Regions from separate parts of the Mus musculus genome. Here all the other regions are linked to region 1. The links are chromatin contacts, called in public promoter capture Hi-C maps. All regions are on one chromosome and are shown on one strand. The core of a region is the stretch at or near the end of the contact, and the rest is flanking DNA. Distances in the headings are between cores, read along the strand shown.

The links. Promoter capture Hi-C pulls out the DNA fragments that hold promoters and counts their contacts.
Region 2: a promoter capture Hi-C map of pre-B cells shows a contact between it and region 1, with 4 times the contacts expected there. The contact joins the promoter of Arid5b here to the promoter of Ccdc6 in region 1. A contact is called at or near these places in 1 of 39 promoter capture datasets (pre-B cells) and 3 of 115 datasets of contacts at active chromatin or transcription factors (embryonic limb bud, large pre-B cells and pancreatic cancer cells).
Region 3: a promoter capture Hi-C map of the C10 cell line shows a contact between it and region 1, with 6 times the contacts expected there. The contact joins the enhancer-like site here to the promoter of Ccdc6 in region 1. A contact is called at or near these places in 4 of 39 promoter capture datasets (the C10 cell line, liver and pre-B cells) and 1 of 484 Hi-C or Micro-C datasets (the G1E-ER4 cell line).
Region 4: a promoter capture Hi-C map of pre-B cells shows a contact between it and region 1, with 5 times the contacts expected there. The contact joins the promoter of Cisd1 here to the promoter of Ccdc6 in region 1. A contact is called at or near these places in 9 of 39 promoter capture datasets (the C10 cell line, cranial neural crest, embryonic stem cells and 4 more), 1 of 15 datasets of contacts at CTCF or cohesin (large pre-B cells), 7 of 484 Hi-C or Micro-C datasets (CD4 T cells, the G1E-ER4 cell line, LSK cells and 2 more) and 4 of 115 datasets of contacts at active chromatin or transcription factors (astrocytes, large pre-B cells, pro-B cells and 1 more).
Region 5: a promoter capture Hi-C map of pre-B cells shows a contact between it and region 1. The contact joins the promoter of Ube2d1 here to the promoter of Ccdc6 in region 1. A contact is called at or near these places in 6 of 39 promoter capture datasets (the C10 cell line, the HPC-7 cell line, hippocampal neurons and 2 more), 2 of 484 Hi-C or Micro-C datasets (embryonic stem cells and pre-B cells) and 2 of 115 datasets of contacts at active chromatin or transcription factors (bone marrow-derived macrophages and large pre-B cells).
Region 6: a contact with region 1 is called in a promoter capture Hi-C map of liver, with 2.2 times the contacts expected there. The contact joins the enhancer-like site here to the promoter of Ccdc6 in region 1. A contact is called at or near these places in 4 of 39 promoter capture datasets (the C10 cell line, the HPC-7 cell line, liver and 1 more) and 2 of 115 datasets of contacts at active chromatin or transcription factors (large pre-B cells and pro-B cells).
Region 7: a promoter capture Hi-C map of liver shows a contact between it and region 1, with 4 times the contacts expected there. The contact joins the enhancer-like site here to the promoter of Ccdc6 in region 1. A contact is called at or near these places in 6 of 39 promoter capture datasets (the 3T3-L1 cell line, the C10 cell line, hippocampal neurons and 2 more) and 2 of 115 datasets of contacts at active chromatin or transcription factors (embryonic forebrain and large pre-B cells).

Annotation. Positions count from the first base shown.
Region 1 is chr10:70,095,843-70,098,404 of GRCm38.p6, forward strand. It overlaps Ccdc6 (coiled-coil domain containing 6), which reads left to right and starts at 1,279. Exons shown (of 9, transcript NM_001111121.1): 1 at 1,279-1,739. The coding sequence starts at 1,458. The region is part of intron 2 of Gm51771 (a long non-coding RNA gene); the gene reads right to left.
Region 2 is chr10:68,277,434-68,279,995 of GRCm38.p6, forward strand. It overlaps Arid5b (AT rich interactive domain 5B (MRF1-like)), which reads right to left and starts at 1,293. Exons shown (of 10, transcript NM_023598.2): 1 at 1,257-1,293; 2 at 497-751. The coding sequence starts at 1,277.
Region 3 is chr10:71,360,772-71,363,333 of GRCm38.p6, forward strand. All of the region lies in intron 1 of Ipmk (inositol polyphosphate multikinase), which reads left to right. Among named protein-coding and RNA genes, the nearest start is that of Ipmk, 14 kb to the left of the region's middle. Within about 2 kb of position 1,285, at least 111 of the 459 cell types and tissues checked have an H3K27ac peak or open chromatin away from gene starts, as enhancers often do. A contact at or near this core is called in pre-B cells, where this site is marked.
Region 4 is chr10:71,343,569-71,346,130 of GRCm38.p6, forward strand. It overlaps Cisd1 (CDGSH iron sulfur domain 1), which reads right to left and starts at 1,281. Exons shown (of 3, transcript NM_134007.4): 1 at 1,156-1,281. The coding sequence starts at 1,186.
Region 5 is chr10:71,283,992-71,286,553 of GRCm38.p6, forward strand. It overlaps Ube2d1 (ubiquitin-conjugating enzyme E2D 1), which reads right to left and starts at 1,271. Exons shown (of 7, transcript NM_145420.2): 1 at 1,110-1,271. The coding sequence starts at 1,133.
Region 6 is chr10:71,251,363-71,253,924 of GRCm38.p6, forward strand. No RefSeq gene overlaps it. Among named protein-coding and RNA genes, the nearest start is that of Tfam, 15 kb to the left of the region's middle. Within about 2 kb of position 1,284, at least 7 of the 459 cell types and tissues checked have an H3K27ac peak or open chromatin away from gene starts, as enhancers often do. A contact at or near this core is called in liver, where this site is marked.
Region 7 is chr10:71,184,018-71,186,579 of GRCm38.p6, forward strand. All of the region lies in intron 1 of Gm34328 (a long non-coding RNA gene), which reads left to right. Among named protein-coding and RNA genes, the nearest start is that of C730027H18Rik, 3.3 kb to the left of the region's middle. Within about 2 kb of position 1,289, at least 18 of the 459 cell types and tissues checked have an H3K27ac peak or open chromatin away from gene starts, as enhancers often do.

The DNA.
Region 1 (2,562 bases), core at 29-2,528:
GACAAGGTTATGAGCCAGGAAAGCCATGTAGTCATGGCTAAGCGCTTTATAAAACTATAAAACAGTTGACAGCCAGAAAACACTTTTCATCCCGCACCCCTTTATTTTGCATTTTGTTTCCATGAGTTTGTTCTTCCGTCGACTAAACTTGGATAATAAAGCCCGCCTGGTTAGTTTCACTTTCCATTTTTTCCCCCAGAAACGAAAGCTGTTTTGTATCAGGAGGTGAAGTGTTTAGACCCTTCTCACCTGCTAGGCCTGTTTCCTACAAGCAAGCTCTCCTAAGAGGGAGGGGCCTAACAGTATTTGAATTTCTGATTCTTTGAAGCTGGGCTCTCTACAGTAGTAATTACGGTTTTATTTTTTAGCTCCTGGAGTTTTGTAGGAGTTGGAGAGCAGCGGATAATAATGGTTATACAGTTCCCCTCACTTAATCGTGGTTATTTGTTTAGCATTGTGCCTGCAGTTACTTTGGAAAATTGGTACTTGAAGTTTGTTTCAACCCTTCTGAGATTAAAAAAAAAAAAAAATTAAATAAAGCTCCCGTTTCTTTAACTAGACAAATCTTGGTTTCTTAATCCTATCCCCGTGACCGGTGCAGAGTCTTTGCAGGAGGTAAAGAGAAAAAGGTGGGTGGCGCCTGGTTCAAACAACTGGACGCACCGGGGCCTTGTGGCAAGCTAGGCTAACCTGTGGCTGCCGACATGCCACAACACAGACAGACACACAGAGAGGGAGAGAAATAGATACACAGACACACAGACAGACACACAGATACTCTTCTTTTTCGACCCACTGCAGTGCAACTTTCTGTTCCCAGCCCCAAGCGCGGTCTGCACGGGGCACCCTGGGGGAGATCCACGCGCGCCGGCGCCGATCCAAGGTGCCAGGCTCCAGCTGAGCGGGGGTGGGAGGGTGGGGTGGCCCAAGGAGCCCGGCTGCCCCTCCCACGTGTCCCGGCACCTGCGGGGCTGGCGCTGCGTGGGGTCCGCCTTTCTCCGGAAGAGGCGGCGCGGCGCGGCGGTGTATGTGTGTGTGTTGGGGGGCTGGGGCCCGGGGACGCAGGGGACCCTCCGGGGCGGGAGCACGTGCGCGGGGAGGCGGCGGGGGCTCGAGCGTCTGTGTGCAGCTGCTAGGAGAGCGCTGGGGCTGGGGCTTTGCGGGGACGGCCCCGCGGAGCGCGCCAGAGTCCCGGCGCTGCAGTACTGCCCGAGTCCGGGCGGGGTCTCTGTTCCCTGGCGGAGCAGCTCGCGCGGCCGCGGGAAGCGCCCTCTCTTTCTCCGCCGCCGCCGCCGCGCGTCTGCGCCCTGCCGCCCGCCCGCGCCGCGCTCTGAGCTCCCCCGCTCCCCAGCTCCCCCGCCGCCGCCGCGCGCCCGGCCCCGCGCCCACTCGCCGCGCGCCCACTCGCCGCGCGCCCGGCCCTCGGCGCCCGGCTCCCCGCGCCCACTCGCCCAGCCATGGCGGACAGCGCGAGCGAGAGCGACACGGACGCGGCGGGCGGCGGCCCGGCAGCCATGCAGTCGTCCTGCTCGGCGACCTCGGGCGGCAGCGGCGGGGGCGGCGGCGGGAAGTCGGGGGGCATTGTCATCTCGCCGTTCCGCCTGGAGGAGCTCACCAACCGCCTGGCCTCGCTGCAGCAGGAGAACAAGGTGCTCAAGATAGAGCTGGAGACCTACAAACTCAAGTGCAAGGCGCTGCAGGAGGAGAACCGCGACCTGCGCAAAGCCAGCGTGACCATCGTGAGTGCACCCCGCGGACCAGGGGGGACCCCCGAGTGCGCGCCCCCGTGCGGGGTTGCGGGCCTGCGGGCACAGAGAGCGGGCCTTGGGGCCACGAGCGCCCTCCCTCCCTTGAGGTGTTGGAGGTGCCTAGGGAGACTCCCCAACGTCCCCTCGTCGCCTAGGGTGGAGGTCCCTCCGAGCCAGGGCTAGAGGCTGGCGGCGTGGCTGGGGGGGGGGCGGGGTGGGACTTTCTCAACCCTAGGGTGCCTGAAGGCTCCGAATAGAGGGACACCCTCTCCGGAGCCCCCGTGAGTGGACGAAGCTGGGGTCTGTCCAGGGGTTAGTTGGGGAGACGGGGTGTGCCACTGGGCTGGGTCCCCAGTTGGCAGGAGGACGGCGCTTTGCTGGATCGCCGGCGCTGGGGGAGGGAGAGAGTGGCCCGGAATCCGGGAAGTGGAGTTTTCTGGCCAGGATGGAAAGGGAAGGGCGGGCACTGAGGCTACACCAGCACCCCGTTCGGAATCACTGTCCTTTTGGGCCCGGAGGGTGGGCGGGTACAGAGTAGTGGGGAGTGTAACGTCTGGCGCTGGCTGGGACAGGGTTGGAGCTTGAAACCAGGATGGAGGGTGGCCGCTGGGACTGCCTGGCTGAGCAAGGATGTACGTGCGTCTCCTTCATTGGTTCGAGAGTCTTAGGAGTACTTGCCTGTGAGTCTAGGTACTTGACGGGAACACAGGCCATCTGTTCTGTTTCTACCTGGCCCCTCGAGGCTCCCCTGGAAGAGGGTAAGATTAGTCTGAGATCAGCCTCCTGGTGTAGCCGAGTGGAAAGGCCCCCGTAG
Region 2 (2,562 bases), core at 43-2,542, 1.8 Mb before region 1:
ATATCAAATACTTAAAAGAAAAAAAAAAAACGTGAACAATATCAAAACCCACTAAAAGAAAGCTACCCAGCCCAGGAGCCAGGCATGAAGTAAAAAAATTAAAAAAATTAAAAAGCAAAAAATATGTACATTAAAATATGTATATTAAAGCATGAGATATTAATCTTCAAGAAGAGGTAGCTAAACGAACACACACACACACACACACACACACACACACACACACACACACACCCTGGAACAAAACCCTTCTTGACAAGTTATTTGATCTTGACTAAAATCAGCAGTTGGACGGTCTTTGTAAAGCTGACAGCCAAACTCTGACAATGGTAAAATACTCCAGCCCCAGTTAGTGGCGCTACCCCTTTAAAAAACGAGCGGATCCTGCTCACCGCAGAACTGAATACAGTATTTTCAAGCTTGCCTTATAATACGCATTACTGGAGGGGGGGGGTAGATAATAAAGAAGGAAGAGAGGGAGAGATAGGTTTACCACCTCGCCATGGTCGCTATTTCTGCCCTGGGGAGTGTCTTCGGGGAGGAAATAAAGTTTCGAGCTGGATAAAAGTTGCCGGCTGGTCCTTTCTTCCCACAACAGCTGGAGCTCCGCTATGCAAATCGGATCCTTTGGCGTACATCTTACAAAGAAAAAGTCGCCAAGGGACAAGATTCTTGGTTTGCCTTCAAGGTGGAATTGAAAAGCCTTATAAAAAATATAAGGTCCGTGCAAGCCACACGGTGAGCCGACCCACTGCAGGAGGGGGAGAGAGAGGGAGAGAGAGAGAGAGAAAAAAAAAAGCACCACGTAAATAATGTAGCCATCAAGCACAAATATCTATTCCCAGGCACATTAACACACAAGACTCTCAATACAGACCGGCCCACAGATAGAACGCTGGGTGAAAAAATATTACAAAACCCACTAATTTTCTGCCTCCCTTAAAAAAAAAAAAAGAAAGAAAGAAAAAGAAAAGAAAAGAAAGAAAGAAAGAAAAGAAAAGAAAAAAAAAGCCCTCCGGGTCCCCACCACCCCTCCCCAGTTCCCCATATGAGGCGATAAAATTACATTATGTAGGTATGATCAGCGCAGGGATTTTTAAAAAAAACAATAAAAATGATTTTGGGGGGATGCAGAGGGTAAAAGTTTGGTAAAAAGTTTGTGGGGGGTGTGAGGGGGTGTGAGGGGGTGGGTGAGCTGGGGGGCTGGGGGGTGCCGGGGGGCGCCGGGACCGCAGGAGCGGAGGAGAGCGAAATACCTGGAGTGAGTTGGGCTCCATCTCGACGTTCTGAATTGATTGAACTCAACATTCTCTCCAAACTTGTTGGCTTGAATGGATTGCATCAGGTCCTGGCAGGGGAAAGCATTCTCTGCTTGCAGCCGGCGTGATGTCTCAATATAAAACTAAGCTCTAGCCTCCCCCTCAGCACCAAAATGATTGAAAATATATCCTAATATTTCCTCGAAGACTCAATTTTCATCTCCTGTAAAAAAGATGTGGGTTTGCTGCCAAAGATGGGTTGATCAAATTCGAAATAGGGAGAAGGGCTAAGTCCGACCTCGGCGGGAAGAGAATGGATCAAGGCAAAAAGCAGACAGGAAGATGTAAAAAAAAATTGAAACCCATCCTAAAACCAAGTAATGAGGGTATCTTTCTCTTCTCAGTTCCTCGTGTCTGTGGGTAACGTCGGTTGAGATTTTTGGAGCAGACCAAGTCTCTCGAGCTGCGTTGTGCATCTGACAGGACCTGCTTGTATATGTCTAATATAAAGAACATTTCCTGCAGAGATTCCGGGGCGCCGCTCCTCTTTCTAATGCTCCTTAGCAGATTTGCTGTTATTAGACATGTAGATTTGTTTGATAGTTAAATTACGTTTCCTCACTGCCATGTTTGAGAGAACTAATCTGTTAAATTATCTTCTGATGCCTATTTACACGGAAGGGAAAAGTGGGTTATCGATTATATAAACATATAAATATTAATGCATTTGTTCGCTTCGCAAAAAAAAAATACTCAGCAGGGGGGAAAAAAAGGAAGAAGAAGAGCAGAAAGACAAGTGAGCAGTACACACACGTCTCGTGATTTTGCAACAATATTGAACGGACAGCAACTACATTTAGGGAGAGGAACAATAAACCATGCATGATAAATCAATACATGCGAGCCGCGAGTCTGCTCGGAATATGAATTCGGGCTCTGGGTTCTGCGTGTGCATTCTTTAATTTTGAAGTATATACACTCGTACGTGTTTACAATGCTGATGGACGCCAAGGGCTCTCTCAAATGATAATGTGTTTATATAACCCGGCGCTACAGGAATAATATACCGACTTCTACCCCACCCCCAATCCTTCCCGTGCCCCCCTCCTCCCAAAAGGGAGGGGGAGCTTTCTCGGTAATAGTTTGAAACTGAAAAAAATAATCCATTTGCAAACTAGTTAAATACCATCAGAAATTAAGCTGTTGGAAACGGAGGTGGGGGGTGGTTAACACAACGTAAGACAATAAAGGTTTTAAATGTGTATATTTATTGTTCTGGAGCCCTGGAGCATTGCGCGGTTTG
Region 3 (2,562 bases), core at 35-2,534, 1.3 Mb after region 1:
GAATCATGTGAACATACAGGAGCATCAGTCTGCACACAGTAAACTGTACTAGTTGTTAATGTACTGTTCTTATGTGTGTCCGTGTGTGCACCTGCATGAGTTTCTTTGCACTGTGTGTGCAGATGTCTGTGGAAGGCAGAAGAGGGTGTCAGGTCACCTGGGGTGGGAGTTGCAGACAGCTGTGAGCCACTGAGCCTGCTAAGAGGCTCTCTGTGCTGCTGAGCCGCTCTCTCCCGCTCAAGCCTGAGACCCTGGGATGTCTTCCTCTTTGAGAACTCCATACCCGCCGACCACTTGCCTGTCCTTGTTTCTAGACTTTGCCAGCCACCATCCTGCTTTCTAAGAGCTGGGGCACTTTAGATGCTTCATGTCAGCTGAGTCAAGAAGTACTTACTGGCTTGTTCCCAGCACCATCTGAGGCATTTTGGTACAGCAGCTTCAGCCTCCTAATGGCTTTGAAACAGGCCTTGGGTGTTAGTTCCGGTGGGCTGACTTGCCAGAGGATTGTTCACAGCTGTTTGATTTTGCCTTGAGTGCTCCTGACTCAGAGATGGACGGACAGTCACATGCCCTTCTGTAGGAGGTCTACTGGATTGTTGCTGGCCTGGAATTCAGAGCTGGCGTTAAAGCTGGCGTTTGTCGGCATGCCTTGCCTGGCCCCTTTCCCTATTATTATTATTATTATTATTATTATTATTATTATGGTTCTTAGAAACCCCTTTGTAGCCCAGGCTGTCTTGGAACTCACTCTGTTGACCAGGCTGGCCTAGAACTCAGATCCGACTGCCCTTCCTTCAGAGTGCTGGATTAAAGGCGTGTGCTGCCATACACCAACGTTCCTTTTATTCTGAGACAAGGTCTTGATATTACTCTGGCTGGCTTTGAATTTGTGACGGTCCTTCCTCAGCCTTCCTTGGTACCACAGCCTTTACTAGTGGCATCTCTTAAGGTTCATTTTGCTCTTTTCTTCTGTGATTATTTGTTGACTTATCTCCCAAGTCATTTCCATCCTACTTGCTTCTTTGTGTTTTTTTTTTTTTTGTTTTTTTTTTTTTGGTTGTTGTTGTTGTTGGTTTTTGTTTTTTGTTTTTTCAGTTCTGGAATTTCCTTGGGTTCTCTCGGCCTCTGCACCTTTCTCTGATTTCTGTAGCATGCATGGGATTTTTGTTGACATGCTTGCTTCCTAATTATAATCATGTGACCGTCTTGCGTCAGCCTCTGTTGATGGTGCACTCTTCCTGTCCTTTGGTATGCCTCGAAACTTGCTGCTGAGCACAGGACATCCTGCTGACAGCACGCTGGAAAGCAAGAGTGAGTGGATGGCTTTGCTCTCCCCTCTGAAGGACCTGTCTCCTCAGGAGGCGCATGCCGTGTCTTAATTAATGGCTGCATCATGGAGCTTGCTGGATGGGACTCTGCTTTCGTCTTAGATGCTGTAGTTCAGCTGATCTTGGCTTCATTCACTTCGGTCTGGGAGTACTACCTTCAGTTTTCTCAGAAAACTTGGTTATTTTGTCGGATCCAGGGGTCTGTTCATGTGGGGTTGTAGTTTCTCTGATCCAGTCTACAGCCTTTCCACACAACCCGCTGCGGTTGCCTGACACCTGCCGGGCGACTGAGAAGCCCTGGAGCCTGCCGTGGGGAGGAGGGCGGCTGCTTCTCTCCTGCCTGTGGATGCCTCCATTTCTCCCTCGGGAATTCAGCCCAGGCGGCCATGCACTGTGGCTCTTCCTGGCTGCAGAAGGAGAGGCCATTCTCACCCTAAACTCCATCTTCAGAAGCAGGTTTCTCGTCAGTCCTTTGTAGTCAGGGTAGACTAATCCTGGCGTCCCCCAAATCTTCTGACCAGCCAAGCTTCCCCTTCACACTGTCTCCCTTCTGTCCTGCTGATGTCTAGATCTTAGACACACTTGCCTGAGACTTCTGCTTTGACTCTTTAAATTATTCATTTTTCCATCATTGTTAAAAAGTTCATGTCACTTGCCAGAAAGAAGTATAGATACAAGTGGAGTACTTTATAAAATTCTAATTTTTATAAGCTACACTTTGTTCCCATTGTCATGAGTCTGTGAAACCTCAGTATGTAAAGATTAAAACTTTCAGTGTGCAGTGAGTGGTTGTTCCTCTTATAGGGATTGGGCTGGTGTTGGTGTGCATATGGTGACTTGGAAAGACTTTTATATTGCATAGACTGACTACAGAGAGACATCCCTGAGGCTCCATGCTGGGACCCAGCACTGCTGTGCACAGGGCATCCAGGCTGGGAAGATGAGAGAATTATAGAGCATTGCCAACTATGGAACTCATAGATAGCTACTGGAAATACATTTTTCCTTGTCTATAAAAACGACCTGGGTTGTATTACTACTTTTCTTTTTTGCCATAACCTATCATAGAAAGTTTATTACTGAGAAGTTTCTAGAAAATCCAGGGGCCATAAGAGAATCTCCCCCAGGGAGAAGAACTTGAGATGAGAAAATGGGTGACTTGAGAGTGTGCTGGTCTCTCTTAGTAACAAGAATTGAGAACGTCGGTTGAATGTTACAACTTCTAGAACACATA
Region 4 (2,562 bases), core at 31-2,530, 1.2 Mb after region 1:
AAGAAAACTTAAGTTCACCAAAGTGGATGCATTTAAAGGAGTCCCCAAATGGCTACCCTTTAAAATAAAGTTTGCAGAGAATCATTTCTTTTTGTCTGTAGTATTTTTAAACTATCTGCATGGGCTTTAGCATGATGGCTCAGTGGGAAAAGGTGCCTGCTGTCAAGATGGATGACCTGGGTTTGATCCCTGGGACTCACAGGGTGGAAGAGAATCCGCTCCTACAAGTTATCTATTCACTTCCACACAAGCCATGGCACTAGGTACAGACACACTCACACAAATAAATGTTAAGAAAATAAAATAAAAAACTTGTTCTCCCTATCTGCCCAGTCAGTTTCGTCGATATTAAGTAGAACTTTCCAGTATATAGAACCAACCTACTACAAAACTAAGGTCCCACTTCCCCAGTCAGTCACCCTGTGGGCAACCAGGCTAGAGAGGCACGGTTCACCCCCCAAAACCCCCGTCCTTCCTGACACCCTGACGTTGGGGACTGGTCACGTTAGGGATAGTTACAGAACCGAGCAGTATAGACGATCCCTATTTGCTGAATGAATCAGTGGGGCTCACTGTAATTTAATTTTTTTACTTTTACTCAACTAAAGGTTAGAAGTAACCAAACCCTGGGGTGTGGCGTTTTTATATCGGGGCAGTCAGTCACGCATATCGCACAGGTTGTAGTAATTTTAACAGTTGATCACCAGGGACTTTACACTAGCCAAGTTTCACAAATTCAATTCTAGTCAGATTTCTACAAACTTCTGTTTTCAACGCTAGGGAAAAAGGCCATTTTCAGTGGTTTCTCAGACCACTGTCACCAGCGGCCGGATGCAAAGTACGAAAGAAACTTGGAAATTGAAGACCTTGGATTGGGTTTCTTTACCTAGAATTACAAAGCCAGCAAAAGCAAAACACCTACGACGTGACCAGTCCCCGGTGTCAGGGTCTCAGGAAGCGCAGGAGCGTTTTGGGGTGGACTGCGCCCCGCTATCTTGGTTGCTCACAGCGTGGCTGGCCCGGGAAGTGGTCCAGGGCCGGGATGCCGGCCCGCACCAGCATCCCCCGAGCGCTCCGCAGGCCTGCGCCTGCCCTTGTGCTGGTCAAGGTGACAGTCCGGATAAGGGTGGCGGGGACCGGCCGCGGGCGGCTCACCTCGCACAGCGGAGTTGGAGCTGAGGCCCATGGCGCGGGCAGCAGGAAGGCCGTGGCAGGACCGCGCGAGCGAGCGCTGGGGACCGCGGAGACTTGGGCAAGACGCGACCTCGGGGCCCACTCACTGCCACTGCGCAGGCGCCGCGGCAAGCTGGGAGCGCGTGTGCCGGCGCGCCGGTAGAGTCGCGCATGCGCAGCTGGTCCAACCCGGCAGACGGGTGAGGATTTGACAACCGCGGGATAGCCTTAGGCGCCAAGGCGGTGACTGCGTCTGCGCCGCCCGGGCGAGCCTATCCAGGCCGGGTTTTACCGTCGGTCCAGTTGAGAGCGTTTCAGGTGACTCAGGACAAGTACCTGCAGGACTGTCGGCCGATGGCCTGCCGATCCTTTGACTTTTGGTAATAAGTTACACAAGGTGTGGCCAGCTCAGCTGTGGGTCCTGCAAATCTGACCAGCTCCACTGTGGGTCCCGCAAAGACAGATTTTGCCTTAGGATGCCAGTGCAGGCACACGGGCATCGATGGAGCTGTGTCTAGAGCTTCCTCTAGCCACATTGGGCCTCCATCCCTTCAGCCTCTGACCCTGCCACTCATGCATCCAGAAAGTCCCAGAAAGACAAAAACAAAAACAACTTGCTTCGGCTGGTGAAGCAGCTCAGCGGCTCTCTGCTTTCACAACGGTATGGTGTTTGCCCAACATGCACAACACTCTGCCTTCAATTCCCAGCATTGCCATGAATAAATAAACATAAGTAGACTGTCCACTTAGAAAAACGATTTAGAAGGCTGCAGTGGCTTAGATGCCTAGGACCAGCTTCTGCATGGAGAGGGGTTCTGAGAGAAGGGGTGCCTGGGAGCGGCGAAAACAAACGACTTGGGTCCAAGCTGGCGGCCTTGGTTCTGCTAAGATGGCTTTCCAAATTGCCCGCCCTCTTTCCCTCCTTCAGTCTGTCTCTCTCTCTTTTTCTCTCTGTGTTCTGCTCTGATGTAGACAGATTTTCTTGCTATTTTACAAATTCTGATTGAGATAGCTTTCTCTGCTAGTAAAACTAGAAGCTATCAGGAAAAACTGCTACAAAAAATTATTGGATCTTCAAACCAAGTCGGAAATTCTCTCAAGAAAATATTCTTGAAGAGCTGTTTTCGATCTCCAGAGATCTCCATACAGCTCTGCTCTCCTTAGAGGAAATTCTATTTTTTTTTTTTCTTTTGGTTTTTTGAGACAGGGTTTCTCTGTATAGCCCTGGCTGTCCTGGCACTCACTTTGTAGACCAGGCTGGCCTCGAACTCAGAAATCCGCCTGCCTCTGCCTCCCAAGTGCTGGGATTAAAGGCGTGCGCCACCACGCCCCGCTTAGAGGAAATTCTAAAGAACTGTTATTGCTGTCTGCTAGCTCAAAAGTCCTGGT
Region 5 (2,562 bases), core at 21-2,520, 1.2 Mb after region 1:
AAGTTGCTGTCCTCAGTACCGAAAGATGCCTGTTTCCTACCACTCTAACTCAGAACATTTTCAGTCAAGTGTAGCTGGAAAGGTTGATAAAACGTTTGGGGAGCCAACCATTTCTTGTGAAATCAATTACCAAACACATTATCCACTGTTGGCGCATTTGCTTCTAAAGCGATCCCAAACACCACGTTCCCAGCAGCAAGGACTACCGCTGTAAAATGTTAAAAGATACTTGAGATAGGGGACAGGCCAACAAGAGAAGTGGGTGCGGTAAAGAATACAAAGAGAGGGTTGGAACCGATCCTATGTAAGGACTGACTGTCCCTTCGATTGTCTTCCTCATTCTCTATTCACACATCAAAGCATCCAAACAATTTAATTTGTGGTCCTTAGTGTTGTGTCTTCAACTCTACATCTAAGTTTATCGTGAGGGTGTGAAGAAAAAAATACAAAACAAAACCAACAACCTGCTTAGCTTACCTAGCCATGAATCACAGCCAGGAGCTCATCTTGCTGTGTATCAGCAACTATGTTCTCAGTACAGCTATGTGACCTGAAGTGGCAGCTGCGTGCAGAACCACCAAAATAGCAGGGGCAAGAGCTCTCTGCTGGCTCCTCGGCCCCAATCTCGCGTTCCCAGCCCTTTCCTCCCACTGAGCACCAGCCGACTGCAGAGCCCAGAAAGACCCAGCCCCACGCTCTGAGAATAAAGGCCGTAGGCCCACCACACCTTCCCTGCCCTCTCGGGGAACCCGGGGTGCGAACACAGCAAGGAGGGCTCCGGGGACATTGTGAGGACGCACAGCGGGATAGGGGACGAAGGCCGCCCGTTGCAGAGCAAGCCCCGGCCCAGCGGGGATGCACACACCCCGGGACAATCTGGCCACCCCACGGGCACCCGCACCCGAGGTTCTAGGCTCATCCTGGAAAGGGCACGACCGGATCGGGTCGCCCCGAGGTTCCAAGTACCCAGACCTTGCGGATGCACGCCTCACCTGTGCGGGCCGATCCGTACCCCGGCCTCCCCAGTGTCCGCGCCCCTCCCACACCGTGCGCCCCGGGTTCCTGGGGACATCTTGGGGACACCCAGGCCGGTTCTGGCAGCCACTCACTTTCTGGATCCGCTTCAGCGCCATGGGGCAGGCGGCGGGGGCTGCGGAGTGTCCGCGTGTCCCGGGCTGCCGCCTCGCAGGGCTGCTCCGTGTGCGCCCGGGCGCGGTGCGCGAGTGTGCGGGCGGCGGCGCCGGACTCTTTTGTTTCCGCCTTCGCTTGCTGGGAAGGAGCCTGCGCCCTCCCCGCCGCGCCCCGCCCGCCTGGCACACTGGGAAGTGTAGTCCCAGGCTCGGCCTCTGCCGCCCGCGCGGACGTCGTCCGGTCACCCGTGGGTGACAGCTGCGACCAGGCTGCTGCCGCTCCCTGCAGCCGCTCTGCAGAGCAAGGTCTCGAATCTGCAAAAACCCAGACAGCAGGTGAGCTGTCGCTCCTAGGAGCTGCTGTGAACCACGGCTCGCTCCTCCTCGCACAGACCCTGCGGCGGATCTTAACTTCCTTTGCAGATAATTCTGACTCTTCCCCGCTCGCCCCTGAGGGCGTGAGGAGTCTTCGTCAATTGTACTCCACCTTTCTTTCTTTCTTTCTTTCTTTCTTTCTTTCTTTCTTTCTTTCTTTCTTTCTTTCTTTCTTTCTTTCTTTCTTTCTTTCTTTCTTTCTTTCTTTCTTTCTTTCTTCCTTCCTTCCTTCCTTCCTTCCTTCCTTTCTTTCTTTCTTTTTTTTTTTTTGAAACAGGGTTTTCCTTTATGTCTTTTTGTCTCCACCTCCCAAAAACGGGATTGAAGACAGCTTTCCACACACCCAACCGTTACGTGGTCTCTGGCATCCGAACTCAGGTCCTCAGGCTTTGCGGCAAGCAGTTTACCCACTGAGGTGTCCTCCAGCCCCTTCTCAGTTCTTGTGATCTCAGATCTTGCTTGTCCTTTCAACCATGACTTCTTGGCTTGGCACCTGCAGGTCAGTCTTGGATTTCTGACGGCGTTGGTCAGTCTTAGGTTTCTGATGACTAAAGTCAATCCATTCCTTATCTAAAATGGTTTTGAATCCCATATTGCTTCTCAAAACACTCAACGCTCACTGTCGCGGCTTCCACAGTGTCTCTGCAGCTGGATCAGCCACATCTGGGAAGTTCTCTTCTCCGCCTTTGCAGTGGTCCACAGAAGACCAGCCCCACGCCCTCTGCAGAAACTAGAGATGGGTTGCGGCCCAGAAAGCTTCGAGGGACTGTGCTTTGCAGAGGTCCCCTCAAGCAGTCCTGCTCTGTCTGCATATTGGTCTACTTTCCTGTCCATCCGCCCCCCCTCCCCTTGTGTGTGTGTGTGTGTGTTTGTGAAATTATTTCCCAGGAGCTGTACTCCTTGTTTTTTGAGACAGAGTCTCTCACAGGGACCTGGAGCTCACCTATTGGGCTAACCTGGCCAGGTATCTGCTGTCTTTACCTGCTCAGCACTGATTTTACACACAAGCCCCACCATGCCTACATTTATGCTTGCTTGTCAACACTTTATAGACATT
Region 6 (2,562 bases), core at 34-2,533, 1.2 Mb after region 1:
TTTCCAGAATTCAGGTCCCAACACCCAGGTAGGGCAGCTCACACTTACCTGTAACTCCAGCTCCAGGGGACCTGTCACTGTCTCCTGGCCTCTGGGCACCTGCATTTGCATGTCCACCGTCACACATGTACACATAATTAAGAGACAATAAAAACAAATCTTTGGAAGAAAATATTAATGCATTAGGTGTTCTTTCTACCATTCAACCCTCGGCTCCATCCAAATTCTCAATCATCGTTACTACCAAAATTCATTGAAGGATCGTCAGCCACAAGCTTCTTATAAAGAGCTCAGAGGGATGGTGAGGTGGCTGAGCGGGGGACAGGGGTCTAGAACAAGTCTGTGTTCAATCCCCGAGGACCCACGTCCACGTGGTGGAGGAGGGAACAGATTCCCTCATGTTGTTCTTTGATCTACATGCACATTGGTGTGAATGGAAAGATGCACACATAAATAAATAAATGTGATTTGAATAAAACAGACAAGGTCTCACATCCCTCTGCAGAATGAGTGGTTATCTGCAGATAGTGTTTTAATAAATAAAATCATTTCTACCAGCTGCCTCATTTATAAAATTCAGCTGAAGAACCAGAATAGAACTATAAAAGGCCAGGGTTGCTCAGCCATAGTCACCTGCCAAGTATGCAAGAGGCCCTAGGCTCAAAGCCCAGGGCTGCTCCTAGAAGTGTAACAGTGTAAGAGTACTGTGACCCGACAGGAGATCAAATTTTCAAACATCATCAACTGGACTAGAAACGGAGCCCAGTCCAAACGGACGATCAGTAAACAGACACATAAAACACTTCCCAGGCAAACTCTCTTTTAATCTGGGAAGGAAATTAATCTCCTAATCTTTCCGTCTTAAAACCAAACCAACCAAACAAACAAACAACCAACCAACCAAACAAACAAACAAACAAAACGAGTTAAGCAGAAATAAGGATAGGAATCTATAGCCTTGTACGAAAACACTCGTCCACCATGTCGGAATTCTGTATTGTGGCAAAATAAACAGAAGTGCTCGAAGTGTGACTCTGTAGTAGGATGCTTACCTGCATCCACAAAGCCATGAGTTCTACCGCACACACCACATAATCCTGTGATCCTGGTACTTAGAAAGGAGGTAGAGGCAAAAGGACCCAAAGTTCAAGGCCATGCTTGGGCATGAGTGAGCTCTCACGTTTTGTCTGTGTGCTTTGGGTCTTTTGAGGTTAATAAGCAGATGCTTAAGTCCAGCCTAGTGGTAGGATTGCAAAGAGGACATGAAGCAAACCAGCTAGTTATACACAGCTTACCCAAGCACGTGAGTGAGGCTGGTCTTCCAGGAACCACAGGCTGACGAGACAGCTGGGGACAGAGAGGAGGTGACACTGCTTTCTGTATGTGGCATTTACAAATACCTACAGGTCCACCTTGCAGACTCCCAACTACCTGGAAACATCCTGACTTCGAATACAGAGACTCCCTAAGACTCTATTGGATTCACAGTATGAAATCTATGTTTAATTTATTTATTTTTTTTTTAAAGATTTATTTATTTATTATATGTAAGTACACTGTAGCTGTCTTCAGACACTCCAGAAGAGGGCGTCAGATCTCGTTACGGATGGTTGTAAGCCACCATGTGGTTGCTGGGATTTGAACTTCGGACCTTCGGAAGAGCAGTCGGGTGCTCTTACCCACTGAGCCATCTCACCAGCCCTATGTTTAATTTATGAAAAACCAAGTGGAATAATGCTTTGTAACATTTTATATTTATTTTAGGGTTTGGGGGACCCCAAAGGACAATTTGTAGGAGTTGGCTTTTTCTTTCTACTCTGTGGGTTTTACGGATGTAACTCGAGTAATCAGGCTTCACGGTGAGCATCTTTATTCACTGGGCCCCTGAGAATGTAGCTGTAAAATTTAATCTACATTCTGTGTTAGTATTAAGCAAGAATGACAGACCCATATGGTGACATGGTCTATGCTTCCCCAGAAAGTAAGTTTATTTTAGCTAGTAAAAACGTGCTCTGCCTGGAGGAGTCAGGATGTAAGCAAAGACAAACAGGAGTTAAAGCAAGTTTCAAGCTTTAGTAAGAAAAACCAGAGAAGGGCTGGAGAGATGTTCAGTGGCTAAGATTCTGGCTGCTCTGGCAGAGGACTAGAGTCCAGGTCTCTAGACACACACACACACACACACACACACACACACACACACACAAATTTTAAAAAACTTTAAAAAGAAAACATAAAGATACTTCCAAAAATAAATACCATAGAAATGAAAAAAAAATTATTTGTTTTGGGGACATGATCTCTTCTTACACTATAGCCCTGGTTGGCCTAGAACTTACTAGGTAGATTAGGCTGGGCTTGGGCTCAGATATCCTCCTGTCTCTGCCTCCTAAATGCTGACATTAAAGATAAGTACTACCATACTCGGTGGAAAAGAACTCTTTAAAATGAAAGATAAAACAAATCTCTTACTTTCAAACTGCACTAAATATTATCTAAATATGAGAGGACACAACCTCAGGAAACATGTAGCTTATATGGAATGGATAGTAACATGTGTTTTGT
Region 7 (2,562 bases), core at 39-2,538, 1.1 Mb after region 1:
TGGGTTAATATTCAGAAAGAGTCACTGACAGATGGAAATTTACTCCCGGCTAAACCTTCCTAGTCTGTGGGTTTGGTGAGCTTTAAGAATGGGATGTATCAAGTTCTCAGTAAATACCACATAAATAAATAATGGGTGAATATATAGTCTTTTATTTTTCTCTGTGTGTCAGTGTGTGTGTCTGTGTGTGTGTGTATCCGTGTGTATCTGTGTGTTTGTATCTATGTATGTGTATCTATGTATATGTCTCTGTGTGTATCTGTGTCTGTGTGTGTCTCTGTGTGTTTATCTGTGTCTTTGTGTGTGTATCTATGTATGTTTCTGTGTATCTATGTATGTGTCTGTTATGTGTCTGTGTATGTCTGTGTATGTATCTGTGTCTGTGTGTGTGTGTGTGTGTGTGTATGTATGCATGCATGTGTGTGTGATGTAAGAGTGCGAATGTGTGAGTACAAGGCACACCTACCAATGTCGGAGGACAACCTCAGGTTTCTGATCTTATCTTCTATCATATTGGAGGCACTGGCTCTTGTTATTCCCCTTAGCACATGCCAGGCTAGCCCACACATTCAGCATATACCAGGCTAACCCACAAGCTTCCAGTGATTCTCCAGTCTCTGCCTTCCATCTCGCCCTAAGCATTTTGGGATTACAGACATGTTACTGCTTACAGATTTATGTGTGGTCTGGGGATCCAACCTCAGGTCCTTGCACTTGCCTGGCCATCAGGTACCCACTGAGCCACTTCCCCAGCCCTCTTTGTGTCTGCAAAGCACAGATGCTAAAGCCCCCAGATGTTCAGTGAGCTCTTCAGGGACATGTGCAAAATCTTAAGTGATGAAGGTTACAAGATGGGACATTTTTAAAATATCACCCAATGTGACCAGGGGCTCTGGAGTCTGGCTCTGGGTTTGTTTCCAGATTGTACCTCTGGGCCTATAGATCACAAAAGGCAGACACTCATCTCTTGCTTTCTGTAGTATTTCCAACACCCGGCACAGCATCCAGTCCATATTAGATATTCAAGCAACATTTAAACACTTGCTATTTCTCCATCTTGGGAACAGGGTCCCTCTGCATGAAACTGGAGGATGTTGGTGCCAAGGTTTCCCATGTCTCTGTGAGAGAGGCCGTCTGCTCCCTGTCCTTATTTCAAACCCCATTTCCCGGTTCCCTCAGTGAAGGTGGGCAAGGCTCCAAGCCATTCCCTCCGTATTGTACCATCCTCCCTGCTAGCTCTTATTTTCATAAGGAAAACCACAGAAATGTAATCATAATGGCAAACAGTGAGTCAATCAATTACTTCATTGTCCGCGTTGTAAAATGAATCCCAGAACTACCACAGACCTCCCGATCTCCAACCTCAGCAGCCAGAGATTCCCCTGGACTTTCAAGCTAGGTGGTTCCAGCCACTCTCCCCAGAGGGCGACTCCCATCCCAGTGGCACGCTTTCTCCGTGACTTCTGGGCCAGTCCCCACAGGAGTCCTCGGCCTTCTTTCTCCATCTTTTCTCTGGAGGGTGCCCCACAATGGTCCTCAGCCTGGAGCAGCAGAAGTCACATATTCCACGGTTCGCAAGGCAGTGATTGAAGAACTAAGTCCCCCACAGAGAACGTAAACTCTTCCCCTCTTGGGATTCTCCCACAGCCAGGGGATGATCACAATCCATGAACCACAGTGGAGCGAAAACAGAAACACAAGCCGAGTTTCTCTGTTGGTCCCAACAGGCACTGCCTTAGCCACCCAAGAAGCTCATGTCTCTCGTCTGAGAACTCTTTTTCCCAAAGAGAGACAGCCAGCAGTGGCTCGTTCTGTGAGGCTGAGGTCTACACTATCATGACGAGGTCCAGATGTGAAGATCCGCCCTTTGACCTCGAACAGACTGTGTGACCTCAAAAGAATCGCTGCCATCACACCCTTCAGACTCTTCCTTTAAACCGTAGATCTAAGGCTGGCAAGATGGCTCAGTAGGTAAGGGTGCTTATAGCCAAGCGTGACAACCTAAGTTCAATCCCAGGACCAAATGGTAAAAGGAGATGACCAATGCCTACAAGTTGTCCTCTGACTTCTACATATGTGCAACGGCATCAGTAGGTAGGTAGATAGATAGATAGATAGATAGATAGATAGATAGATAGATAGATAGATGATAGTTAGATACATAGATAAATGTAATTTTAGATACTTTACGTATGAGATTTGAAAAATAAAGGGTTGAGCCAGTGAGATGACTGAGCAAGTAAAGAGAGACACCTGATTCTATGTCTAAAAACCTAAGTTCTGCCCCCTGGACGACTATGATAGGAAAAGACGACTGAAGCCTGCACATTGTCCTAAGGCTAAGCTTTATCCCTCCCCAAGGTCTGCCTTCTGCAGCCTTCCCTCTAGAATGGCCCCACCTCCTAAAGGATCCGCAGCGTCCCTAAACAGTGGCTGCAACTGAGAACCACGTTTTCAGTCACGTGATCCCATGGGAGCAATTCCCGTTCAAAGCTAACATTCTGCCCCCTGGCTCCCATGGACTGATGGGCATTACATGGAGGAAAGAAAACGTGCATCTCA